Linked DNA regions of Mus musculus: regions 1, 2, 4 and 5 are each linked to region 3. The links are chromatin contacts, called in public promoter capture Hi-C maps. All regions are on one chromosome and are shown on one strand. Each heading gives the region's core, a stretch centred on a gene start, on an enhancer-like site or on the middle of the called end of the contact. The rest is flanking DNA. Distances are from core to core; before and after follow the strand shown.

Region 1 (2,700 bases), core at 146-2,645, 630 kb after region 3:
ATGCAACCTTGGCGTTTTTCCTAACTTAAAGTCTTGTTGGAGAGAATGCCTTCTCAGTGCCAGGCACCTGTAAGGTGACATGCCTTTAGATGAGGTAATCACAGTAAAACATGGATGCTGAGAGCCTTACAGCTACTGCTTAATGAAACTGAGACAAAAGACCCAGTTTGTTTGATGTTGGTTAATAGTGTTCTAGCAGGTGTGCTGTGCCTTTCTGTAGACACACACACACACACACTAATCAGCATCCAGCCCTGCCCTTGAGTCTGTAGTCCAATAATTTAGGCACAACCCGAAAATTTCTCTGCTTGATGGAAAATGCCCTAGTGTGTCAAACTAGTGTCCGAAGTTCATGTTTCTTTCTTTCTTTTTTTCTTTTCTTTTTTTGTTTGTTTTTGGAGACAGGGTTTCTCTGTGTTGCCCTGGCTGTCCTAGAACTCACTCTGTAGACCAGGCTGGCCTCAAACTCAGAAATCTGCCTGCCTCTGCCTCCCAAAGTGCTGGGATTAAAGTCATGCGCCATAACTGCCCGGCTGAAGTTCATATTTCTTAGCCTAAGCATTCTTTTTTTGTCTTAAAAAATTATAAATGATATAGTCCTTTTTGGAACAAGGTGGCTGGTGCTGGTTGTGTTGGTCCCTTAGGCTGCCTAGAGCCACACACTGGCATTTGGACGGAGTGAACTCCAAAGAAAGCCCATCTCTCCACGCTCGGACTGGAGCGGGTAGCTGTGCCGCAGGCTGTAGCCAGGGCGAGCAAACCTGAGACTGGCCTCTGAAGCCTGGGAAGCCCGAGATGGCGCATTCGGGGCCTCCTGACAAGACGTGGAGGGGACAGCGCTGAAAAATCACTGCCTCAGAAGAGGCTCGGTGGAGAAAGGCTTGAGCAGGGGAGGATGAGATTCTTTCGGTTTATTTCTTGAGACAGAGTCTCGCCATGAAGCCCAGCCTAGTTAAGCTTCAAACGTGCCTCCCGCCTCTGCCTACCGAGTTCTGGGACGACCGGTGTGTACCACTACGCCCCGCAATGATGTGGCTCCAGTGCGGGCCAGCACGAGAAGTTGCAGGCAGGCCCTGAGATTGCACCGAAAGCCCTGAAATGGCAGAGCCGGGTCTCTGGCAGCCAATCGCCAAGCAGCGAGGCCAGCAGGCCAACCGCTCCCACCTCACAGGCCCGCCCACTCCGGCACTCCCGAGTTCTCATTGGTGCTTCGTACTTTCTTCTCGGATTGGCTACCTCTAGGGTCAAATAAGCGGGAGCAAGGATCTACTTCCGGTGGGAGTAAACTGGGACCCGGAAGAACCATACTGGCGCGCCTTTCCAAACCTCGAGGGCTGCGCAGGAGGAGGAGGCGCGCGCCGGGAGGTCCTGGGGGCGGGGCCACGTCCGGAGGAAGAGGCGGGGCGTGCTGCACGGGAGAGCGGAGTGGGGCGTTTAGGGGTTTGGTGGTGTGCGAGAGGCTTTCCTACGAGGAGAGGGAAATTCATTCAACAGGGACTCAAATTAAAATTACACCGGACCCATAAGCTAGGACCCACGGTGCTACACTCCCGGTGTGTGTGGTCACTTGTGTGCGAGGCTTTAGGACTTGGGAAAGTCGAGTTCTGATTGGACAGTGCCGTAATGGGCTGGGGCTGCTAGCCGAATGTTATTCCGTTCCTGGCTGCCTAGCAGCATGAGACATCGCACCCTAAGCTCCAGCCCGGCCCTCTGGGCCTCTATCCCGTGTCCACGCTCTGAGCTGCGTCTGGACTTGGTTTTAGCTTCTGGACAGTCCTTCCGGTGAGTGACTGCACTTGGGAGGACTGTTCCCTAGGATGTTGACTTCTCAGTGCTGCCCACTCGGGATACAGAGAATGTTGGGAGCAATAGATGAGAGTACATTTTGGAGTCTAAGCACCGGTGGTTTGCCTTTTAACCTTCTTTAGGAAGTAGAGGTGATGACTGTGCAGGATTATGAGGACCATGCAATAAAAATCAGTGGGGGAAGCTGAGGGATGCACTCAGTAATAAGAGTGCTTGCTTTTCACGCACTTGGCTCTTGGTTCAATCCCCAGTACCGCTTCTTTTTTATTTTTAAGATGAAAACTACACCGGGGGTGGTGGCACACGCCTTTAATCCCAGCACTCGGGAGGCAGAGGCAGGTGGATTTCTGAGTTTGAGGCCAGCCTGGTCTACAAAGTGAGTTCCAGGACAGCCAGGGCTATACAGAGAAACCCTGTCTCGAAAAAACAAACAAACAAAAAGATGAAAACTAGCGGGGGGGGGGGGGGGGGCGGCTGGAGAGATGGCTCAGTGGTTAAGAGCACTGACTGCTCTTTTGGAGGTCCTGAGTTTAATTCCAAGCAACCATATGGTGGCTCACAACCATCCATAATGAGATCTGATGCCCTGTTCTGGTGTGTCTGAAGACAGGGACAGTGTCCTTACATATAAATAAATAAATAAATAAATAAATCTTAAAAAAGAAAGAAAGAAAGAAAACTAGCCGGGCAGTGGTGGCACATGCCTTTAATCCCAGCACTTGGCAGGCAGAGGCAGGCAGATTTCTGAGTTTGAGGCCAGCCTGGTCTACAGAGTGAGTTCCAGGTCAGCCAGGGCTACACAGAGAAACCCTGTCTCGGGGAAAAAGAAAGAAAAGAAAGAAAGAAAAAGAAAGAAGACATACCACTTTTATTTATAACTAATTAGTCAGTTTA
Region 2 (2,700 bases), core at 47-2,546, 760 kb after region 3:
CAACCGCAAGCGAAGAGCCAGGTTCAGTGACAGGTCCTGTCTCAAAACAAGTCGGACACCAAGCAGGGACCAATTCATTTCATGAATGCAAAAGCAAGAGGAGACTTTCAGAGTAATAGGTAAATTGGAGGCTGCAGATATGAGCCAGTAGATTTAGGACTGCCTCTGGTGTCAGCCTCTGGCCTCCGCATGAACCTGCATGGACAAGCACACCTGCCCACCTAAATGCCCACCATGACACACACGCACACCTAAGTTTTTAAAAAAATTTAATTTTAAAACAGAGACAAGGAGGACAATGGTGGTGTGTGCCTTTAGACCCAACACCGCACTTGGGAGGCAAAGATGGATTTCTAAGTTCAAGGCCAGCCTGGTCTATAGAGTGAGTTCCAGGACAGCCAGAACTACACAGAGAAACCCTGTCCTGAGGGTGTGTGTGTGTTTGTGTGTGTGTGTGTGTGTGTGTGTGTGTGTGAGAGAGAGAGAGAGAGAGAGAGAGAGAGAGAGAGGCCCCCATGGACATGCCCTGAACTTTCCTCCCCTCGGGCATTGCCAAGGAAGGAGAGGGCTGCTGCAGCTCAAGTGCTCCATGGTAAGAGGAAACTGTAAGATGATGGGGATGGGGAGGGTCCCCACAAAGCCTGGAGCCGTGTCAGCCTTTTTCCTGCACCGGAAACCACAGGAAACCAGGTCAGTGCGTGGGGCTGCTCCCTCTGCTCCAGAGCTCGGCTGTCAGCTCTGGGGCTTCCTGAACAAGCCGTATCATTTAGTTGGTCTTCAAAGATGGAGAGCACTTTGACAGCTGGAAAGGGCTAGTGGGCACAGAGAGAAGGCTGGGCTTTAGTGGGAAGACAGCCGGGTGGGGAGCCCAAGTGCATGTGGGGTACGCAGGAGGCTTATTTGTGTTTTATAATGTTTACTCATTTTTGACTTCAGCAAATGATGCCCCAACCACTTCTTTATCGTCAGCATTCAGCGTAGACAAATGGAGAGTAACTGTTCATTTCTCAAAGAGAAGGATGTGGAACTGTCTGTGGCAGAGTATACTAATGTAATATGTGTGTCAGATCGGCAGTATTTGAGGTGCAGGAGGGGTTAAGAAATGGGTGCACCTCCACAACAAGGTGCAGGTCCCTTTCCTGTTAACTGTGCCACACCAAGAGCCTCCTGTGACTCCAGGGCAGTAAGGCTTTTTACAGAGCAAGCAAGTGTTCCTCAGTGCCCTGGCTCAGGAGAAGGAATGTGACCAAGCCTGCTGGTTAGGATCAAGGAGGAGCTTCGGGGCAGGGTGGATCTAGGGCAGGGTTAGGTGAGAGCGCCTGCTGGTACTGTGTGCTTCTCACAGCTCCAGGGCCAGGCCCTGCTGCCCTCTTGCAGACAGGAAAGACATGGTCTCTGCGCCCGGATCCTACAGAAGCTCATGGGGAGCCCCAGACTGGCAGCCTTGCTCCTGTCTCTCCCGCTACTGCTCATCGGCCTCGCTGTGTCTGCTCGGGTTGCCTGCCCCTGCCTGCGGAGTTGGACCAGCCACTGTCTCCTGGCCTACCGTGTGGTAAGGTCCTGCTGCCAAGTGAAGGGGCACTTGCTTGGCACAGACTAGAACCCCTCTTTCTCTTGCCTGCCCTTTCCTACCTCTGAAATCCTGGGCTCTTAGTGGCAGCCTCAGTGTGTCCTCTATGTGGTCTTGAAGGGATGGCTAAGGTTCTGGTGAGCAGAGGTCCTAGGCAGGGTGGGACTGAGAGAAAAACAGCTGGATGGATGGACTGAGCTGAGGGTCTCAGACCCAGATGGTTGGATGCAGAGTGCAGGGAGAATGCACCTTATGCGACTCCCTTCTAATGACTCCTCTCTCCTTTCTTTTCCCTTCTGGGCCCTGTATCTTCAGGATAAACGTTTTGCTGGTAAGTCTTATTTCCTGTCCTGCTCCTCTTCCCTGGGCTCCCCAGTGGTCCAGGACCCAGAGAGCCATCCTTGGCAGTTTTGGTTCCCAACCCAAGGAGTCTGCTATCAGTAAGAAAGTGCAGGACTAGTCTAGATTCCTCAGATTCTATAAATCCTTAGGCAGAGCTCTTCACTCCTCTATCTGACCTTGGCTTCTGAGCACCAGAGTGGAGGAGAAATGACTAGAAGATGAGGGCCGTGTTGCTTCCTGCCAATGGGGAAGATAAAATGAGCAACATGGTTAATCTCCAGGCATCCACCCAAGTGGCTCTTCCTATCACTGGCCCCTCACTCTATCAGGAACAATACTCTTTTATACTTTATGATACATTCAACTTTACCAAGCTTTCCCAGATGCATTGCATTACTTAAGACTCTTGATGAATGAGCAGTCTGGCACCTGGGTCTAATAACTTTCTCAAGATCATACTCAAAAGATTTATCAAAGCTCAGCCCTAAATTCAGTTGGAAGGAGGTAAGAGGGACCTCCTTAGACCCAACTGTTTCTCTTTTTGTTTTTGTTTTGAGACAGGGTCTCACTATGTAATACCAAAGCTTCCATCCTTTAATCCTCCTGTCTCAGCCTAAGCAATGGGCTTACAGCCATGTGTCTCTATGCTGACTTTCCTTTCTCTGACACAGGAAGTTTTGCTCAAACCCCCTGCCCTACTGTCCTAGCCACAAAGCCTTGGCACTGGTCTTGCTGTTTGTGTCTGGTTTCTGGTTTGTGTCTGGTGTCTCATTCTTCAGGTAGGAAGA
Region 3 (2,700 bases), core at 98-2,597:
GAAGGCAGAGGCATTGAGGTCTGTGAGTTCTAGGCTAGCCTGGTCTACAGAGCTAGTTCTGGGATAGGCAGGGATTCAACAAAGGAGGCCTGTCTCAAAAAACAACACACACACACAAAATAAAACAAACAATAATCAGTTGTGGAAGGGAAATGTTCAGGTTGTAATAGATGCATTGTTTGTAAGAACAGAAGGAAAAAGCCTGCACTCAGAGGACAGAGCTAGTTACGGGACAGCCAAGGATATCCAAAAAAACCCCTGTCTCAAAAAACAACAATTATAAAAGCAAAGAATAACCAACTGTCATAGGGAAACCGTCTAGGTTATAACAGATACAACGTAAGCCTGCTGCACTCAGCAGACAGAGGCAGGAGGGCTACCCAATCTTGGTAGAAAACAAACATCAAAACAAAAAACATCCACCGGATGGGCAGAGGTGGCACACATCTTTAATCCCAGCACTTGGGAGGCAGAGGCAGACAAGCAGATCTCGCTGAGTTCAAGGCCAGCCTGGTCCTACAAGAGCAAGGCTACACAAAGAAACCCTGTCTCAAAAACAATCAAACAAACAAACAACACATCCTACTAAATGTTATTTAAGGGAGATAATTCAGTATGCAATAATTCCTTAAAAGGAAAGGCTAAGCGCTGGGTCTAGGTCCTGGTCTCTCTTTTAAAAAGATGTGAGCCAGGGGCTACAGGGTATGACCTCGTCTCCTAAATTAATAAAATAAATAAAAGTTAAATAAAGAGAGATGCGTCATTATTGAGTCATGGAGGGCACATTAGGCAGGGAAGCCGGATGCAGTGTGTTAAGAACGTGGAGGACTTCTGGACCACAGCCAGAAATGGAAAACCATGATAAGCGGACCCTCTGCTATACTGCTTGATTATAAAATGTCATCCGATGCAACGTCCACACAAATCACGAGTGGTGTCACTGTTAACACAGGAGTCCTCGTAGGATGTGATGTCACCATCGTTGACACTACTTTACGGGGAGACGCGGTGATAGTGACAGAAACCCAAAACATCCGGTTCGTTAGGGCGGCGACCTAAGGCTGACTGCGCAGGGCCGCGGCGCGTTCCCGGACCGTCTCGGGGGTTGGAAACTGAGGACCGGCGTCGCGAGGCCAGGTTAGGGCCGAGGCGGCGGCGCGCGGACCGGGGTGCCTGTTCGCACCGACGACGTCCGCGCCCCGGCCTTCCCCCGACACTCACCTTCATCACCGCCAACCCCGGAGGCCATCGCGGCTCGGCCAGGACCTCCATGGCCGCACCTGATGAGACCGCCAGCTACCGGCCCGCCACGCAGCTCCTCTACTCGAAATTCCCCGCGCTACACCGTACGTCAGCTACGTGCGGCGCGCTCGCGGCGAGCGCACGGCATGCTGGGAGCTGTAGTTCTTGTGCGTTGGACGTTAGCGGCTTCGGAAGACCGAAGGGGAAAAAGTGAGACATTCCAGGGCGTAGCCTGGAGCGATGCAGGCGTTTGGACCTCTTGGATCCCGAGAGACAAGAAGATAAGTGAAAGATTAAAAGCAGCTTTAATCTGTCTTATAAAATGAATAAACAAAAGATTCCGGAAGGTGATTGAATATTAGGAAAAAGAAACCAAATGAAGCCTAAGCCTTGGTAGAGAGTTCAAGATCTAGGCTCAGGTCTTCCCTCTTCAGGTAGTAATCTCTGGTTGCTTTAGAGATCTGTCTTGCTCCTTGAAAATATCTAAAGTTACACTTCTGTCTCAACTCCTCTTTCTGTAAGCATCCACGAGAGCCACATAGAGCCTCTGTTCTTCAAAGGTAACCACGGCTAATATTGGCACTTAGTTCTCAGATAGTCCCCATGTATAAAAGGACCAGTGTTAGCAAAGAGTGTTATTAAATCAGTTTAACAGGAACCCACATTCTTTTTTATCAAATTACTCCATCTACTTGAGAGGCTCCTCACCCTCTTCCATCTCCCAGGTGACGCCTTATCTCCCGGACCTGTCTCCAGAAAGGTTCCTTTTAGGCTCATTTAACCAGAGCTCCATTATCTGGATGTGGAACGCTGACCAACACACAGCCAGCCTGGCTACTCAGTTCAGCACTCATCTTCTGCCTTCTGTGGGCCTCCGCTGTACTAGGTCTCAGGGGCCACAAGTTGGTCCAGATGACTCGCAAGACAGAATCCCGAAGCTTGCGGTATCACTGATACCCCGGTGGCCCACACATTCACCGATTCAACATGTATGTTTTGAAGACTTACAATGGACCAGGCATGTGAGCTCTCCTGGAAAGTAGGGGGAGAGATGTGGCTGTTACAGACACTTTACAGGTGTGAAGACTAAAACCCAGCAGGTTAGGAATTCATTCTTTTGAGTTTTTATCATAAAATAATCCCTGTAATCTGAGCCAATTAATTTTTCCTAGCCTACAGTCACAGATGAACTGTGCAACACCAACACAAACAACATTTAGGTGATAGTTTACTTATTACAGTAATAGCTAACACATATTAGACCACCTGTATTCAAAGCACTCCTGTGGCTTTGGGTTGTTTTGTTTTGTTTTGTTTTTGCATCATGCACTTACTTGGTTTACTCATTATTCAAAGGAAAGAAAAATGGGTAATTGGTGCAGAGCATTCTGCAGCTAAGTAGAAGCAGGGCTTGAACTCAGGATGTTGGGCTTTTGAGCATATAAACTACCACAGAAT
Region 4 (2,700 bases), core at 48-2,547, 590 kb after region 3:
CTGGTGTTCAGATTACTGTCAACTCTCAGAATTGTGTTGGAGGGTACAGGGGCGTTCCCAGGGCCTCATGGAGATTATAATGTCAGCAAAACCCCATTCTGCAATTTTTGTTTCCTGGGAAGGAGAATCACCTGCACTGAAAATGAGGCAATTTCACACTAATCACAAAATAAAAGCAAGTTTTTTGAATGGCTTTTCATTAGCATTTCATCCGGTTGTGACCGTCGTTGAGCTGCTCGGAATCTTCACTGCCTGGCCTCGTGCTGAATGAAGGGTTGGAGTTTGGGGGAGTTACGAAGTAGGATTTATCTCTGTTCCTTCTTTGCTGGGGAAAGAAACCCGGGCTTGTGTTTATAAGCAAATAAATGCTCTACCACCAAGTCAAATTCTCAGTCCCCATCAGTCAGCGTAAGCCACGAGGAGTGGCATATAAACCCGTGAGACTGGGTTGGAAGGAGAGGTCAGCAGCTGAGTGGGTTCGACCACAACTACCTGTTCTGTGCAAGTTCTGCATATCCTCACTGGCTTGCTTTTTTTTTCTTCGAGAAGGGTTTCTCTGTGTAGCCCTGGCTGTCCTGGAACTCACTCTGTAGATCAGGCTGGCCTCAATCTCAGAAATCCGCCTGCCTCTGCCTCCCAAGTGCTGGGATTAAAGGCGTGCAACACCACGCCCGGCGGCTTTCATCTTTAGTTAAACCCTGAAGCGACAGTGCTCTGGGATAGGAGACCTGAGCCAATAGAGGGGCAGGCTTCTGGGCTGTGGAGGCAGCAGTGGACACGGCACAGGGAGGGGGCTGCTTGATTCAGAGCTCTTCACCATTCATTGATCCTCCTCTCGCACCCTGTACTGAGGATGGGCCCTAGGCCTTTGCATATAGTAGACCAGGTGCTGTGCCAATGAACTGTTCCCCAGAGCCCTGACCTAATAGGCCATCAATGTGAATACCCAGAGGTCACTAAGCCTATCTTAAAGTATGCCAGTAGCTGCCACTAGGGCCATAACCACTAATATTGAGTAACTTGCTCAAGGCCACACAAATATTAAGGGGGAAATGTAACTTCATATCCAGAGATCAAGATGGGTCGGGAAAGATGAGCGCTGCTCAGAATTGGCTACCAACTCCCACCTGCCAGCCCAATATTTCAGGACCATGGATAGTTCTAAGGTTTTCATTGCTCTGGTGTTTCCAGAGGATGTGTGGGCCAGAGTTGGGGTTTGAGTGAGTTTCCCCGACTAGCTCCAGGCTGCTCCAATGGGGCGGGGGCCGCCTGCAGGGCCGGGCGGGGCTGTGCTGCCATCTGGAGCCGCTGCTGCTGGTGGCCACTGTCAGGGCGCGAGCAGCGGAGCGCACACAAGGCTGGAGAGAGCCGCTGCCTCCGCACATGGGCCGGCCTCGCCACCGCCCCTAGCTTCGGCACCCGGGGTCTCGCAGCCCCTACGCGGCTTTGGCCATTGGACCAGTCATGTCTCTCAGCGGAGCCTCGGAGCGTAGCGTCCCGGCCACCAAGATTGAAATTACTGTGTCGTGCCGGTGAGCGGGCCGCGCTGGGGAGGGTTTAAGTACTGGCAATTCCCCAGCCTACCGCAGCTGCGGGTTCAGTGTGGGCAGGGGGCTAGACCACAGAGGGGACGACCAGGAGCGAGCAACAGAGAACTGAGGCTGAAGGCTGGAGTCACTGGCAGGATGAAAAAGGGGGTCTCCCTGGGCAGCCCCACCCAAGCCTACCGGCTCAAAAGGTGGGCTATGGGAATCGCTGAAGAGCTGGGCCACAAGGGACCAAAGTTCTGGGGCGAGCCGTAGTCCTGGACCCTTGGAGACAGTGCGGGCACATATAGAGCCATTTGTCAGAGATGTCTGATGTTGTCCTGAATGTTGGCAGTGTGGACCCCAACAGTCACTGGGAATAGTAATAAGGAGGGAATACAATTTGCACCCCACGTCTCCTCCAGGTGCCCAGTCAGTTCAGGACTGTGTCAAGGTGGTGAGCGCCAGAATGAGCTAGCCCTCTGTCCATCTGTTTGATGCTTTTCTCTAGGAATCTGCTAGACCTGGATACATTCTCCAAGTCGGACCCCAGTAAGCAGCTCCAGGGCCTGGAGGAGGAACCCGGGGTGTAGGAGCGGGTGGGGCGGTGAGGGGTGCGGGCCGACCTGACGAGCTCCCCTCCCCTGCCCTCACCCGCAGTGGTGGTGCTTCACACGCAGAGCCGGGCCAGCCAGGAGTGGCGGGAGGTGAGTCCCCGAGCCCCAGCCCAGCTCAGGGCCGCTCCCGGGAACCTCTAGCCCGACTGCACGCCTTGCGTTCATGCTCCGTCCTCCCACCCCTCCCTGCTGCCCAGTTCGGACGAACCGAGGTGATTGACAACACACTGAATCCAGACTTCGTGCGCAAATTCGTTCTCGACTATTTCTTTGAGGAAAAGCAAAATCTCCGCTTCGATGTGTGAGGCTCCTCCTAGAATCCTGTCTTACCCTCCACCCCCCTCCACCACCACCCCCCAACCTGGATCAGCCAGAATTCTGCCTGGTCTCGCCCCCACTTCACCTTGCTACCTGGCTCCTCCCCCTAGCCCAGGTCCTTCTAAGGCTTCACTGTTCTTAACCCCGCCCCCCACACCCAAGTTGGCGCCTCCTTATGCAGAATCCATCCAGTTCCCTCCCCAAACCAGGCCCTGCCCACAACCCTGCCTTCTAATTTA
Region 5 (2,700 bases), core at 22-2,521, 650 kb after region 3:
TCATGTGAGAAATCTCGGAAACTGAGGTTGGAGATGGATAGAATGAGTCCAGAGTTGCCCAAGAGAGTCCCAGCTAAGCTTGCTAAGGACAAAGGGTGTCATGTGTTGGTCCAGTAGGAGACTACTAGACTGGGGGAATCATTCAGAAAAGTCAACATCTCAGAATCAACTGAGTTTGAAGCCAGAACAGAGCCCCTCATGCCCTAGAGCTCTGGGAAAGCAACCTCCTGGTTCCTTTGGGAAGAATGAAGAGAAGGCACCCTGACCAGAACTGAGAGTCCACTCCTTGAGTGGGACCTTGTTCCCAGAGCATTGGCCAGCATCCCAGGTTTTCTGATGAAAGAGGCAATGGTAAATCCATGTAAAGTCAAACCCACATGGATGCCAGCACTAATGACCCTCACAGTTCCACACCCTGCAGCAGACACCACTCCACATCAGCAGTACATGAATCTTGAGTCCAGACACCTTCCTGCTAGATCCATCACACTGCACACCACGTCACCTGGTTGTGCACATATGCCCAGCATCAACACACGTTCATATACACCACTCACACCTACCTGTCCATCCAAAACACCCAGACCCTACACTGCAGTACTGATTCCATGCACACACGAACAAGGTGGCATCCGTTCCCACATACCAGACATAGCAACTTAGTCCTGTCTATGCCCTCCAACTCCTCAGCCCAGAGCCCTACACAGCAAACCAAGCCTTAACAATCTGCCTAACTAAACCCCCTCAGAGGAAGACCAAACCTCCCCTGAACTCTACCCCGCAAGCCAGACAGCAGTGTGTGTGTATCCTTGAACACCATATGCAACAACAAAAATGAATTCCCAGATACCTTTACACAACTGAAGCACATTCCTGCTTCAGGGAACCCCTCACATGCCCTCCCCGATCTACTCTTCCAAATGCCCACGCCCTTCCATGGTCAGGCCTAGCGCTTGGACATACACCACACACACACAGACCCTTCCCCACCCTTTTCTGATATCCAGGCAATATCCATGGAGGTCACCTAGCACCTAAAGGGCCTGGGACGGGAGGTGGGAGAGAAAGGCCCAGCCCTGTTCCGTCTGTCTGTCCAGGGGCCAGGCGCCCCTCCCACCCTTGGGCTTCAGTATCTTGTGGCTGGAGCGCCCCGCTGCACAGAGCCGGGGCAACCCTCAGTTGTACCTGCGGCTGCCCCGCCTCGGGGCTGGCTGCGAGGGCCGAGGTGGCTGGTGCGGAGCTCCCGCCGCGTCTGTGCCTGGTCAGTTTGCCTGCTCAGTCGCTGGCGCTCGGCTGGGGCTCGGCTCCCTCGGCCCGCCTGCGGCTCTGATGTCAATGGAGGAGGAGCCTGCGGCAGAGGACCTGGGGACTAGGGACGAGCACTCTCGGACTGGAGAAGTGGGCCCAGTTGTTCTGTTACAGGCCCTATAGCATGCTTATGTGCCCTTTGGTCGTCAGCAGGAGACAAGTGAGAGCCACAGATGGTCTTGAAATCAGCACTTAGTTAGAAGCAGATGATTTTTGAACCAATATTTATGAGATGCCAGAGGCTGGCCAGCTTGAACCTGGCATTGTTTTCAAAACAGTTCTGGGACCTGCCTTAGAGTTCTTAGTCTCCTTCTCCTCCTCTCCTCACCTTCCATTTAAAAGGAGCTGGACCTATGCAAGACTCAGAAGACTAGTAAGGGGCTGATGAAAAGCTGTAAGGTCCCATTTAATAGGCAGATAAACTGAGGACCTACACCAGCAAAACAGAGCTAAGGCTTCTATCCCACACACTTTCAGGTACTGCTCAAAGAGACTAGGGAAGAGAAGTGGAAGGGGGAGATGCAGTTAAATCTGGATCCTTAAGGAAGCAAGCCAAAGAGGACCAAAGTGCCATGTGACCGTGGCTGGGAGCCAGGGTGGGGAGGGTGGAGCATATCCCTTCCTGGGGCTCTAGGCTTGGGGCCAAGGGACCTGACCCGACTTGGTTTATGCAAGGCTCTTTGGGACTAAATTGAGCTCAGACTAGAAGGGGAATCAACTGGCAGGAATTAGAGGTAGGTCTGCCCTGGAGCCAGGCAAAGGACGCAACCTGGCCTGTCTAGGGCAGCTCTCCCTCCTGAGTTCAACCTCTGTTTCTCCCAGTTTGGCCCTCCTCTGTCCTGGAGTGGTCAGGCCTCAGAAGACTAAGCTAAGATGCTAGAAAGGTTTTGAAGTCAACCACCTCCCTTTCTGCTCTCCCTTTCTGAGCCTCAGTTTCTTCCCTGAGACATGGACTTATTAACGACTGACTCTAAGTTTTCTTGAGAGTTCTGTGTAGTGGGTGTGCAAGTACTTAGAACACTAGTTCAAAACAAGCTGGTGTGGTGTCTGACACAATCTTAGCACTTCAGAAGCAGAGATAGGTGCATTGTGAAATGTTCTAAGCAAGCCGGTGGTGAGGTTCTCCTTCAAGGGGAGGAGGAAGAAAAGACAAAACAGGAGGATTCGGGGATGGTTCAGTGGGCGAGCGGCTCAAGGACAAGACCTGAGTTCAAATACTCAGAGCCTGTGTAAGAAGCTGGAGGGGGCTGTGTGCCTCTGTAACCCCAGAACTGAGGGGGAGCATGCCACCAGCCTAGCCCCAGGTTCAGAGAGGGGTGCTGTACAAGGGAGTAAGGTGGGGAGTGATAGATCAAGACATTTGACATCCTCCTCTGGCTGCCATAGACTTGC

What was found. Promoter capture Hi-C pulls out the DNA fragments that hold promoters and counts their contacts.
Region 1: a contact with region 3 is called in a promoter capture Hi-C map of pre-B cells, with 9 times the contacts expected there. The contact joins the promoter of Ogg1 here to the promoter of Rad18 in region 3. A contact is called at or near these places in 18 of 39 promoter capture datasets (the 3T3-L1 cell line, 3T3-L1-derived adipocytes, the C10 cell line and 13 more), 5 of 484 Hi-C or Micro-C datasets (CD4 T cells, cerebral cortex, cortical neurons and 2 more), 5 of 115 datasets of contacts at active chromatin or transcription factors (astrocytes, extraembryonic endoderm stem cells, fibro-adipogenic progenitors and 2 more) and 1 of 9 other capture datasets (adipose tissue).
Region 2: a contact with region 3 is called in a promoter capture Hi-C map of the HPC-7 cell line, with 3 times the contacts expected there. The contact joins the promoter of Il17re here to the promoter of Rad18 in region 3. A contact is called at or near these places in 9 of 39 promoter capture datasets (the 3T3-L1 cell line, the HPC-7 cell line, cranial neural crest and 5 more), 1 of 484 Hi-C or Micro-C datasets (CD4 T cells) and 2 of 115 datasets of contacts at active chromatin or transcription factors (astrocytes and memory CD8 T cells).
Region 4: a contact with region 3 is called in a promoter capture Hi-C map of liver, with 6 times the contacts expected there. The contact joins the promoter of Cpne9 here to the promoter of Rad18 in region 3. A contact is called at or near these places in 17 of 39 promoter capture datasets (the 3T3-L1 cell line, 3T3-L1-derived adipocytes, the C10 cell line and 12 more), 3 of 484 Hi-C or Micro-C datasets (brain, cerebral cortex and cortical neurons), 1 of 115 datasets of contacts at active chromatin or transcription factors (the 230-238 cell line) and 1 of 9 other capture datasets (embryonic stem cells).
Region 5: a promoter capture Hi-C map of the HPC-7 cell line shows a contact between it and region 3, with 5 times the contacts expected there. The contact joins the promoter of Camk1 here to the promoter of Rad18 in region 3. A contact is called at or near these places in 11 of 39 promoter capture datasets (the 3T3-L1 cell line, 3T3-L1-derived adipocytes, the HPC-7 cell line and 6 more), 1 of 484 Hi-C or Micro-C datasets (CD4 T cells) and 2 of 115 datasets of contacts at active chromatin or transcription factors (microglia and pancreatic cancer cells).

The regions. Positions count from the first base shown.
Region 1 is chr6:113,325,581-113,328,280 of GRCm38.p6, forward strand. It overlaps Ogg1 (8-oxoguanine DNA-glycosylase 1), which reads left to right and starts at 1,396. Exons shown (of 7, transcript NM_010957.4): 1 at 1,396-1,782. The coding sequence starts at 1,646.
Region 2 is chr6:113,457,475-113,460,174 of GRCm38.p6, forward strand. It overlaps Il17re (interleukin 17 receptor E), which reads left to right and starts at 1,297. Exons shown (of 15, transcript NM_145826.6): 1 at 1,297-1,552; 2 at 1,886-1,901. The coding sequence starts at 1,421.
Region 3 is chr6:112,695,323-112,698,022 of GRCm38.p6, forward strand. It overlaps Rad18 (RAD18 E3 ubiquitin protein ligase), which reads right to left and starts at 1,348. Exons shown (of 12, transcript NM_021385.2): 1 at 1,222-1,348. The coding sequence starts at 1,272. It overlaps Gm35824 (a long non-coding RNA gene), which reads left to right and starts at 1,346. Exons shown (of 2, transcript XR_377964.4): 1 at 1,346-2,700.
Region 4 is chr6:113,281,010-113,283,709 of GRCm38.p6, forward strand. It overlaps Cpne9 (copine family member IX), which reads left to right and starts at 1,298. Exons shown (of 21, transcript NM_170673.3): 1 at 1,298-1,532; 2 at 2,038-2,078; 3 at 2,187-2,233; 4 at 2,341-2,444. The coding sequence starts at 1,465. Mtmr14 (myotubularin related protein 14) reads left to right here. Exons shown (of 19, transcript NM_026849.2): 19 at 1-383.
Region 5 is chr6:113,342,651-113,345,350 of GRCm38.p6, forward strand. Camk1 (calcium/calmodulin-dependent protein kinase I) reads right to left here and starts at 1,272. Exons shown (of 12, transcript NM_133926.2): 1 at 1,186-1,272.